Linked DNA regions of Gossypium arboreum: region 1 is linked to region 2. Evidence: chromatin contacts called from public Hi-C data. All regions are on one chromosome and are shown on one strand. Each heading gives the region's core, a stretch centred on a gene start, on an enhancer-like site or on the middle of the called end of the contact. The rest is flanking DNA. Distances are from core to core; before and after follow the strand shown. Region 1 holds the start of LOC108484298 (equilibrative nucleotide transporter 3-like). Region 2 holds the start of LOC108484332.

Evidence for each region. Hi-C and Micro-C count contacts between places; a contact is called where the count stands out from the background.
Region 1: a Hi-C map of leaf shows a contact between it and region 2, with 4 times the contacts expected there. The contact joins the promoter of LOC108484298 here to the promoter of LOC108484332 in region 2. A contact is called at or near these places in 2 of 5 Hi-C or Micro-C datasets (both in leaf).

Annotation. Positions count from the first base shown.
Region 1 is chr6:39,873,360-39,879,460 of ASM2569848v2, reverse strand. LOC108484298 (equilibrative nucleotide transporter 3-like) reads right to left here and starts at 3,673. Exons shown (of 10, transcript XM_017788033.2): 1 at 3,445-3,673; 2 at 3,261-3,330; 3 at 3,047-3,151; 4 at 826-981; 5 at 589-732; 6 at 409-514; 7 at 144-316; 8 at 1-32. The coding sequence starts at 3,302.
Region 2 is chr6:39,480,634-39,486,437 of ASM2569848v2, reverse strand. LOC108484332 reads left to right here and starts at 4,496. Exons shown (of 3, transcript XM_017788079.2): 1 at 4,496-4,672. The coding sequence starts at 4,572.

The sequences.
Region 1 (6,101 bases), core at 2,424-4,923, 390 kb before region 2:
TGTTTGTTGCTTAGCCTCTCATTCTGTTCATTCTGTGAAAATGACAAAAAAAAAAAAAAAAGAAGAATAAGAAGGAAGTTGTATTAACTTAAAGCAAGGTTAAAAGCGGTTTTGAGAAATATTTGGTAAAGGTCAGTATTTACATGGTCTTCTTTTGTTTGGATACCAGCAGCCGCAAGATCAGCTTGAACAGTTTTTGATCCTTCTAAAGCTGCCTTGGAGCGGAAGTACTTCACTATTGGCAATTTGGGGAAGAAATATGTATACAATAGGACACATAGGAACTCAAATAATGTAGAAATAGCTAGAAACAACACTGCAAAAAGGAGAGAATTTTTGTTTCAACGAACTAACAGACGTAGCCAAATTAATGACGGTTTTGTCAAATAGCAAAGAAAAGGCACATACTAGCCCCTTTACGAAGACCATTGTTAGACTTTTCAAAGGCTGCTTTTGTGATAAGCCTTAAAGCAGAGGTCAAGGCACCAGATGCAGCCAAACCAGCAAAGAAGGACTGAATCATAAAACCAACAATTAACCGTTAAATCAACTGTTAATCAAGTGTTAAAGAAAATAAAGAAAACCAACCTGGATAAAGTCAGGGAGCATGAAAGACAAATCGCCAACAATTCCACCTTGAACACAGGCATCTGCAACTCCAAAAAAAGCAACAATAACACATATACCAATGAAAGATCCAAGTCCTCCTCTCCCTGATGTAGCTAAATCTAACTATCGAAGAAATGATGGGGGGAAAAATAGAGGTTAGTTGGAGAATGAAGTGGATGATGGAGTGTGTAAAATAAAGGAGCAGTTTTACTTTACCACTAAGAGCATGAAAGTACTTGCAACGAAAAGTGAGTATCCAAATATGTTCCTCCGTCTAGTATTAATCTTTGATTCGTTGTATGCCAATATTGACATTGTTCCAAAGGCAAAGGGTTGATAAACCAGAGTAAGCACCCTTGAAGGATGGTAGTCCTTCAAATGCAAACATACACATCATCAGATTAGGAACTCATTTTTATGAGATTTGGATAATATATGTATTGAACTATTGACAGAACAACGACGTTTAATGCTTGGAATATGCAGTTAATTAACATGATAGTGAATGTATCTTTGTGACAATTAAAATGTCACCCTGTAAAACGAACTATAGTTATGAAATAGTCATTATTTATATTAAAATTATTAATTTTAAAAAATTCTTATTTGAAATTTTTAAATTAATTTTAATCTATTAACATTAAAAGTTATAACTAATATTCATAATACCAATATAAATTCACAAAAGTATAAAATTAATTTCAACATAATAAATTAAAACAGTTAATTAACTAAAATGATTAATATGAGTAAACAAATATAAACTAAGAAAATAAAGGAAGTATTCCAGAAAAAAGTAAAGAAAGTAAATATACAAAATGTGAATAAAAGACAAGCAACGAAGATAGATATAAAAGTGACAAATATGAAATAGACTGGTTTATTTCAATGTTATACTAATAAACTGATCAGATTATCAATTTTTCCTTAATTAATTCAATTGTAGGTTGAATAATAATTAAATATTAAAATATTATAAAATTCATTCAACCATCAATTTTTATGTAATAATTCATTGAAAGACTTCTAGCCTATATCAATTAATTTTTATCGAATTAATCTAATTAATTTATCTGATCTAATTCCAATAACAACAATTTATGTATCAATAATTTGTAAGAATTTTAGATAGTTAAAACAACATAAAATATTAAGAAAAAAATTATACATATATAGTTTAAAAACAAAACTAAAGATTACTTAAATACACAAGTAAATTCAGCCCTTTATGTTTATTCTAATTTTCTTTTCATTTTTAAATTTTTTCAAATATCTTTTACATTTTTCTATTTAAACAGTATCGAAAAAATATAAATTGAAGTTTTTCTTATTGCAGAATTATTTTATTTTTTTGCCACCATCTCTATTTTTAACTTTAAAAATAGAATATTTACCATTTTTAAACTTCGTATAATCTCCTTTATCCTCGTTTGTTGCAAGTAAACATATAAATCTTCTTTTATTGTTGTAAATCATCCTATTATTTTCACAAAATTCACAAAAATGGATTTATTTTATCATATTATGCATAATTGCTCATATATAAATATGTATTGTTATCAAAATATAAATTAAAGCCAGCCAAATATAATAATATTTTATGAGTTTACATCCCACTATTTATCTTTTTATTTTAATTATCCAAAAAATTTCCAAATTTAATTATAACAATTTTTTATCATCAAATTTTAATATTTATGGTTTGGGGTTTTATTAAAAATATATTTTACACGTGTTTTTCACAATTTTTGGGTTTGATTTTGTTTTAATAAAAATCTAATCATTTATCAATATAATTGTACTTATTATTTTGTAAATTTTAATCTAATTCGATATTTATCATATTGATCTAGAATATTATATATATTAATATTTATTAAATAATTGAAAGTTTTTATATAAAATAAATAATCAGAAAATTTTAAGCTACAATACAAAAATATATAAAACTGCTGTAAATGAATCCTTTCATCTAAAAATATTATATAAAAGGAAGAAAGAGAAAATAGAAGGAAATGAAGGTAATGTTGAGTTAACTTATAAATTTTTACTTGATAAATAATATTATTCTTAGAAATAAGAATAAAAATACCATTATTAAGAAATTAAGATTTAATAATAAAACACACACAAAAGCCCAGCCGGATTTTGCATAAATAGAAAAAGATCAATTGAATTTGACCATGACACAACTTTTATGAACTTATACTAATAGTCAATAAATATAACTCTACTATGGGATAAATATTAAAATTTTCATTATCTTATGTTTTAAATTCAATAAAAGAGAAAAGAATATATTATAATATCTGTGGAAAGATAAAAAGACGTAAACTTGTAATTCAAAAAAATTAAAATTTATGTTTAAAACCATATATATCATTTGAAAAAAATTAAAGAATAAACATTAAACACAAAGTAAGAAGAGTTTACTTACAGGAAACAAATTATAATAATAATCTCCCATTGTGAGCATACTATTCCAAGAGATGAGAGATCCAAATCCCAGAATCCAACAAACAATCATGGCACTCAGTTTTCCCTGATTTTTTTTTAACAATAAACTAAGTCAATAATACATGTAATTAAATTTAAAAAGATAACTCTAAGCTCATTGATAACTCAAACGAACAAGACGAGAAAGCACAAACCTCAAGCCTTGAAGGGGATTCTCCTCCATTAACATTAGTCATGTTTACTTGCTGGGTATTCTTCAAGATTCTGTCAGAAAACGAAGACCTTAACTTTGTAGGGATAATCAAAACTGGGTGTTCTTCAACCAAGGAGGGTCATAAGCAAGAATGGAAAAAAATATATATACACAGAAGAGCTTACAGTTATATTTAGAAGGATGATGTGAAGTGTGAACAGCTGAATAGTATAATAGAGGGTGTGAAAGGCAACAACATGACTTTGTAAGGGAAAAACAATAAATGAAGGAAGAGATACCATTATATAAATAAAGATTCTTTTCCCTCTCTCAAGAAAAGGAAATCCATATGTACAAAAACAAAATTGATTATAATTTATGATGGGATCCGTTTTAGATCATTATATTTAATGCATTATTTTTATTAATTATTTATCATATTAATGTTGTGGCCGAGTTAAGCTTTGCTGGATCCGTATACGAAAGTTATGGAGTTAAGGTAATTATTTATTGATATGAATAATTTAAAGGTATAATTTTAATTTTTAATATTTATATTTTTTATTTTACTCTTTATTTTTAAGTTAAATTTAGTTTTCAGAAAACAATTTAATTATTTTTATGAAAATATTAATTAAATTATTTTTAAAAAATTGTCCACATATTTTAGGCTAAATTTTTTAAAAAATTATGAACTTTATTTTATTTTTAAATTTTTTATAATTTTTAGATTATTTGTTGGCATAGCATATTAGACAAATAGTGACACGTTAGCATGAAGCGCACGTAAACTGTCATGTGAGTTGTTATGCCAATATTATTAAAATTAATATTTTAATTAATATTTTCATTTTTAAAGACTAATAATCAAATTTAAATAATAAAAATAAAAATTAAATTAATAAAAATATAAATATTAACTACTAAATTTATCATTATACTTAATTTGAAATAAAAATTTTGCTTTATATAAAAGATTCTTTCCTTATTCATGAAAATTACAAAAAAATTCCTTTTGGGATGAAATTAGTGTGATTGCTGGTGATTCCAATTAAGCAACTTGAATTATTACACTTACTTATTTAATGATATTGAAATTCGATTTATATCTAATGACTAATGATCAATATGTAGTTGAAATTTAAAAGAAAATAAATTTTAAAAGAAAAGTTACATTCAATGATTAATATTCGCAATTAAATTAATAAATATTCAAAAGGCGCAACTCAACTATAATCATCACAAACATATATATTTATTATTATTGTATTAAAAATAGGATTTAATCAAAGGAGTTAAGACGATGAGAGAAAATATTTAGTAGGAGTATTTTGTGCTCCACTGTATAAGAAAGTCAACAAGATAAGCTGAGGTATTCTTTAGTGCCAATTAATGAATGTGAACTCCAATAGGTGGAGTTGGGAGAAATGGAAATAAGGTGGAAAAGGCAGATATAAAAGAACAAAGCAGCTGTCATCGTAAATGGGCAGTAACCGAATTTTTTAAAAAAAAAATTGAGTTCAAATGAATAAAAAATAAAATCATTTTAAAATTTAACTTATTAATTTGAATTCAAAATTATCATAACTATCATTTGCAGAAGAAAGGCAAGCAATAGTTATGGACCTCCTCGGCATGTGTATCGATGGAACGATCAGCGCATAGATATTTATTAATGTAAAAGCATACCATATGATTAGATATTGATGGCCATGGAATTATGATAAGGAGTGGCCCACATGGGCAGCCTCCAAGTTTCCAAGCTAAGGCAACCTAGCGATTTACTTTAGGCTACCAAAAAAAGTAAAGAAAATTAAGGATAACCCAATGGTAAAATTAGTGGTAAATACCACTTTTTAAAAAATTTAAAAAATATATTGTTTTTAACTCTATTTAATTTTTGAATTAAGGGTAAGGATGTTGATAATTCAATTAAAATTTAATTAATCATTGAATCGATTTAATTTAGTCAATTGATTAGTGGTCAAATTTAATTTAATTAAAAATTAATTAATAATTTTTAAAATTTTAATTATCAATTAATTTAACTTAAAAATCATGCAATTAATCGAAATAAAAGTGATTAGAAAATCGTTTTTTCTTCAAGAGTTGACTGATAAAGTGGCACCTAAAATTTGAGTTTTTGCTAACTTTTTCTAATATGGAGAGTGATTGGTTCAATTGTTTTATATAAAAAGTTTAATTATGCTCCTACTTTACAGTTTTTTTTATATTTTTAATATTAGAAAGTTTAGTGGATTAAATAATCAAATGATTTTTGTTCAATTTAATTATGACATTTTAAATTAAAAATTACTTATATGGTGAATATTACTATAATAGTCTAATTTTGGGTTTAGTCGAACAGTGCTTTCGAGACTACAAATTTGAAGTCAAGAAATTATTTTTATTATTATTTTGGTGTTATAGCATGATTATATTAGTGCATGAAAATTTTGGTGAGGTAATTTTAGCATTTGTGAGCTTAATTTCGAAAAATGACTAAATCGCATAAGGGGTAAAAGTTATATTTTACTTGATAGATGTACCACATAGCTAGAAACCAAAATTGGGGGTCTTTAAAGTGCAATTAGACCCTTTAGAAGCTGATGGGCGGCCATAGGGGACAAGAAAATCAAATGGTCAAAGGAGTTGTTAACTTAATGTATGATAAAATAATACCCTAGAGACTAGCCTTGATCTTTTTCATTCTTTCTTTCTCCTCCACCAAAATTTTCAGCCATTCTAAGGGTTTTGGAAGCTTGAAATTTCAACAACTTATATCTCTCTCAAGTAAGTGATTTAGATGCGTATTTTGATAATTTTGGTACTTTTAGAACCC
Region 2 (5,804 bases), core at 3,247-5,746:
GGCTAGTGATGGTCTAGGTTTGGCTATTTTTGAAATGATGTTTTGATAATCACATAAGTGCTTATTATATGTTAGTTGTTGGAATTATGTTAGCATATAAGTTTATGACATGAGTAAGTTTATATCTATTGATACATGAGATAATATTATATGATTGATGACTAATTTTATGTGGATATGATGTTAGATTGGTGGATACTTGTTAGTGATTTTGGTGCAGAAAAATGGTAAGTTTTGGGTGACAAATGAGGCTAGGAAATTGCCTTATTTTGTCCACACGGGTAGACACACGGGCGTGTGTCTTGGCCGTGTGCCTATCCCATGGGCATGTGGTCCGGTCGTGTGTCCCCTGCATCTTAAAAATGAGAAACAAAATGCTCAAAATTGGGTACACGGACAGAGACACCGGTATGTGTTTCAGTCGTGTGGTTGACAAGGCCATGGCGTGTTACATGGCCGTGTGAAAACTGCACCTAAATTTCAAAAATAAAATTCGCCACACGGCCTAGCACACGGGCGTGTGACTTGGCCGTGTGACTTCAATTTCTTCATGCCTTACAAGTTAGAGAGTTACACGGGTTAGAGACACGAGTGTGTGTACTACCACACAGGTGTGTCCCTAAACCACACGGGCGTGTGAGCCCTGTAACCTTGGAAAATTTTTGAAATGTGGCAAAAAATTTTATAAGTTTCCAATTAAGTCCCAACTTGATTCTAATGCTTGTATTGGACCTCGAGGGTTCAATTAAAAGACGTTTTGAATGATTTCAGTAAATGAATAGTAATTTACGTAAATTATTTGTAAAATGTTCTAATTGTTCCGGTAATACTCTGAAATCCTGTTCCAATGACAGATATGGGTTAGAGTGTTAGAGTAGGAACCACAACATCCTCAGTCATTGAAGGAGGCACTGAAGCCACAATGTCACCAATAACAGATGGAGCCAGGTTTGCAATGCCAGAACCCTCCCCCTCTTCCAAGTGGCCACGTAAGAATCCCAAGCAAACCTAGAGGGGTTAAATACATTGAAGCCCAAACTACTCACGTCCACGTTTGCAAGCACGTCGAAATCCACTTTGTGGGATATCAAAGGGGCCACAGGTGACCTGGGTATGCAAGAGTAGGTTCTTCTTGAACCTTTGAAGGTAGCCCAAGATATTCTGGGAAGTTTGCTGCTTGAAAGCTGCCAACACCTCCCCCTACTTCCGAAGGGTAGTATCCACTTACTCTTGACACTCCCTAATGATCCTTTCCACTTCGCTGGAATGCCTTGTGTGACTTTTTTCAGCTCTACCTTTGGACTATGCACCTCTCTTTTTCAGCAACAAGTTTAGCTCCACAATCCTCCGCCTTTGTTTCCATCATCGACAGGCGCTCAGTGAGGACTCTCTATTGCTCATTTATTATTTCATTTTCTTTCCTCACCTTGTTGTACAGCTCGCGTACCCTATCTAGCTCAGCCCGAGTATCAGCAAGCTCCTTATCACAGGCCTCTATGTACCTCAGGCCAAGAGTATCAGCCTCAGAAAATAGGTGGCGTAAAGATGAAGAGAAGTCCTCCACAGCCTCAACAGGCACCCTTTCAGTTGCGGAAGCCACCGGAGAATCTTCGGGAGTAAGGGGAGGGGGAGTGTCCTCATTAATAGTAATCAGCGAGCTCGCTTGGCCAACGATTGGTAAGTCTATTGGAAGGGAAAAACAGATGGAGGTAACTACAGTAGTAGAGCCTTCACTATAAACTCTCTTCTTCTAGTGATGCTCTAATTGAGGACCACCCCCTTCCTCCTCGCTAGAGGGGTTAACACGTGCGGGCCCAGTTGAAGTCCTGCACCTCTTGCGACCACCACTTCTTAAAGCATTGATGTCTATGGCTTCGTTAAGCTCGTATGAGATGCTACCGCTGTCAGTGTCCCTTGAACTACCTTCACTACCCTGATTGCCCCTTGCACCACCAAGAACCCTAAGATCAGTAGAAGTAAGTGAAAAGTGAGTACCTCCTCCAATCCTCTCCTCTCGCTCAAATTTTGAGAGGGCAAAAGGACGAAGTGTTATCCTGTAATAGTTGTAGAAGTAGTTTGCAGGCTCCCTCAAACTTCTCATCAGTATCATCCCCAACAGGTTACAGGAATTGTAGGGCTAAGTGCCGCTTGCTAGTCGCCCACCAACTGACCGCGTGACCTCCTAATTGTCACCAACCCTCAACCATTCGGGCTAAGATCCTCCAAATAGAATTTGAAGACATTTTTGGCAGTTAGAACCTCCTCTAGGGCTAACATGAGACCAACGCGTAATCTATAATACTGCACGACAGCCTCATCAATGGCAAGGCTCCTCTAGAAAGCTCGCTAAGGGAGGACCATCTAGTGAGGAACCCAAATCCTTGGTCAAGTAGGCTTTGAATTTGGATATATTTCCCTTACTTCAAGCGAAAATTCTTGTATTGGTTTTTGATAATCGTTCGCGCCTTCGGACGAAGGGAAATAGTAGATCCTCACGGACTCTCCCACATCAGTCCATTTTAGTTGATACAGATGCTGAATGACGGAGAGCATAGGGACCTCACCTCACTGGCTACAATCGAGGAAATATGCCATGACGAGCCACTAAGAGAAATTAGAAAGCTGGTCAAGAGCGAGCCTGTAGTCGTTGAGAAGACTAAAAAGAAGGGGTGCAGAGAAAGGTGAAAGCCCACTTTCAGAACATTCAACAGAAGTAGGAAGTTGTCCTCCGTTGCCTCACGCACACAATGCGACCCCAAAGGAATGGAGAAGTCATAAGTGAAGTGAGAAAGCTCGATTCCTCTCACGACCAGAGCCCGCTTTATCTCCTCACGAGTTGTGATGCAAGCATAGGGTTTCTCAGTCACAATGATTGGAATCAGACAAGCTGAGACAATCTAGCTATAAGCTTCTCTCATTATACCATATTGTAATCAAAACAAGAAAGAAAATAGATATCAGAGTTAAGAAACAAAGAAATTCGTGAGATTACCTCTATTCTGATTTACAAAAATGCCAAACAATGAAACCTAAAACCTCGACCTTCCCTCTTTTAAAGAGAAACACCTGAAGCCGTTTGCGTACAGAAATGAACCAACGATCCAAATACAAGCATAGAAAAATGCTTCGTCTCTCAATAGCCGAATGTGCATGCCCAATGCCTGGATTTACACGAGGCAAGGCAGCTGTCATACACTATTTCCCCACAGTGTGCCAGGCAAGCTGCGTTTGAAATGGACCTAAGGCCCGCCACTTTATAACGTCTCTTAAGCCATTAAGGGGGGACTGAATTGTTAGGACTTAGGAACTAATAGCTTGAATGACTGATAGGATCAGGACCTTCGACCTAAAAGAAGAATGTTCGCCTACAGGCACAATCAACTGAGGACCTTACAGGAATGCAAGATATTCGCAGAGATAGCTCGCATGGAAAGGCTCACGTAAGCTTCACACAAACAAGGTCGCAAAAAGGAGCTCACGTAAACCTCGCAGGGACGAGGTCACGAGCTATGTCTGTGAAGAAGACCCCCACCCTCGTGACTAACAGGTACGAGGTTCACTGGGGGAGTCAGTCCCAGGGTTAGAAAGGACCGTGTACTCTACAGGCAAGAGTTCAATAAGCTAGAGGAGGCATAGAAAATATCTGCACCAAGGACATAGAATGTCAATGCCCTTGGCCCAAAAGCCAAGACAAGATAGTGGACCCTATTGTGAAGTGTAACAGTAGCGGTAGGAATTATGTATAAATACCGTATGTGTTTTCCTTAATACAACATGATCAAATATTACTCAACAAGTTGTAATAAGATAAGTACTAAAATAGTTCATTATTTAATATATAAAAATGTTGAATAAGTAAAAAAGTGTTAATTTATGAAATATTTTATATTTAATGAAAGGAAAATGCTTGATAACTCTACACATTTCTCTTTTCACGAGTGGGTAAAATATTTTGGATATTTTTATGAATATAGTATTATTTTTAAAGAATAATATATTTACCAAATATTTTGTATTTGTAAAATTATAAGGTACATTTTATAAAAAATTTTTATATTTACGAAATAAAATTAATTCAAAAAATTTACATGAAAATACTTTATAAAATATTTCACGAAATAAAATAATTTACAAAATAAATTCCGAGTAAAATTTGGCATGTAATTTTACAAGAACAATATTTTAAAAATTTTACAATTCTTTTTTATAATTGTCACAACTCTCGTATTACCAAGCTAATGTAAAATCATCTTGAAATTATCCCAATTATAATAATATCATATTAGAAGCTGAAGATGATTTTGTACATTGGAACCTGAAAAATAAGGTTACCACTTACCAACCAAACACTCCCTGACAATTTATTCCATGCAACTTTTTCAGCGACGTCCATATATAAAAATAAAATAATACACGATTGGGCAGTAAAGAAACACAAGACGAAAGTCCGTAAGGATAGCATTAACTCAGGGACAAAAAGGGGGCTAACTCGTGGCCACGTTGCTGCTACTATCTGACAGTAACAGCCGGGCCCCACAGCAGCATGTCGTTGCCTTGCCCGCTGCCCCTACATGTTCCAATCCCCGCACTTTCAACTCCGTTCTGTGGAAAAAGATAGAAGACAAGTTATCGCTGCCGGCCCACACCTACTTCCTCAATTCATTTATCACTGGTAAGTATGTTTGGTCTTCCTTTTTGATTGGTTTTGGGTATTTGATCTTCTGCCATTTCATCATAATATAAATTCAAGTTTGATCCTTGAGGATAGATGGAGATGAGTATACTTTGTTTTATGTTTCCAGATGGTATTAGATTTGATTGGTAGTGACGTTTTTGGGGTGGAAAAAGAAAGATGATATATATCGTGAATTGATGTTGTTTTCGTCTTTTTATTCTTTTCTCGCCGTGATTTAACAGTCACGAATCTCTTGCTATTTGCCTGGAAAAAAGTAAAGGTTTTGGCGATTAGATTTAGTGTCTGATTTCACGGCTTTCTAGCTGAGAACCCTTTCTTACCGGGTCCAGCCATACCTCGGCCGACTGGGTTTCACCTTCTATTTATGATTCTCGGGAATCTGTGTCATCATCATCGGTCGATAAGGTTGGTCTAAAAGAGAAAAATAAATTCAACATAAAACAATTTTTCTTTCAACTCATTTATTTTAAAAAATTTTAGATGATTACTTATCTTAATCCATAAAATTATACATCCTTAATGCATCACATGTTAACTCTTTATAAAAAGTTTATTGGACAATATTATACAATTTTAGTGTAGTTTTAGGCATGACAAATAATGTTTGAGAGTTGATAGGTGTTATATAAAATTATAGTAAAATATTTAAAATTAGTTATTTAGAAAAAAGTATGTAAATTTTTGTGAAAAAAGAGAGTATATTGTCAATATATCAAATACTTACTCAAAATTTATATATAATGAATACTGTTGAGTATTTGATATATAACAGCGTACTTTTTTAACTCTACAAATAATATTATAAATTTTCCGCATGTCTTAATTTTTTATATAATTTTTAATTTTACTATACTTTATATAGGCCCAATTTTATTTATGAAAGTTTTAAATTTTACTAGTAGTATCGAAATTTTTAATTTTTAATTTTATATATTATCTATGTATGAAATTATGATACAACTATTTAAAATGAACATAAGTAGATTTATTTGTAAAAACTTTAAATGATATGTTAAATTTTAGTTTATTGATAATGCATAAAAATATTGTGTAAATTATTAACATTTTAGCAAAGGGTTTATATTTGATTGATTATAATATATAATTT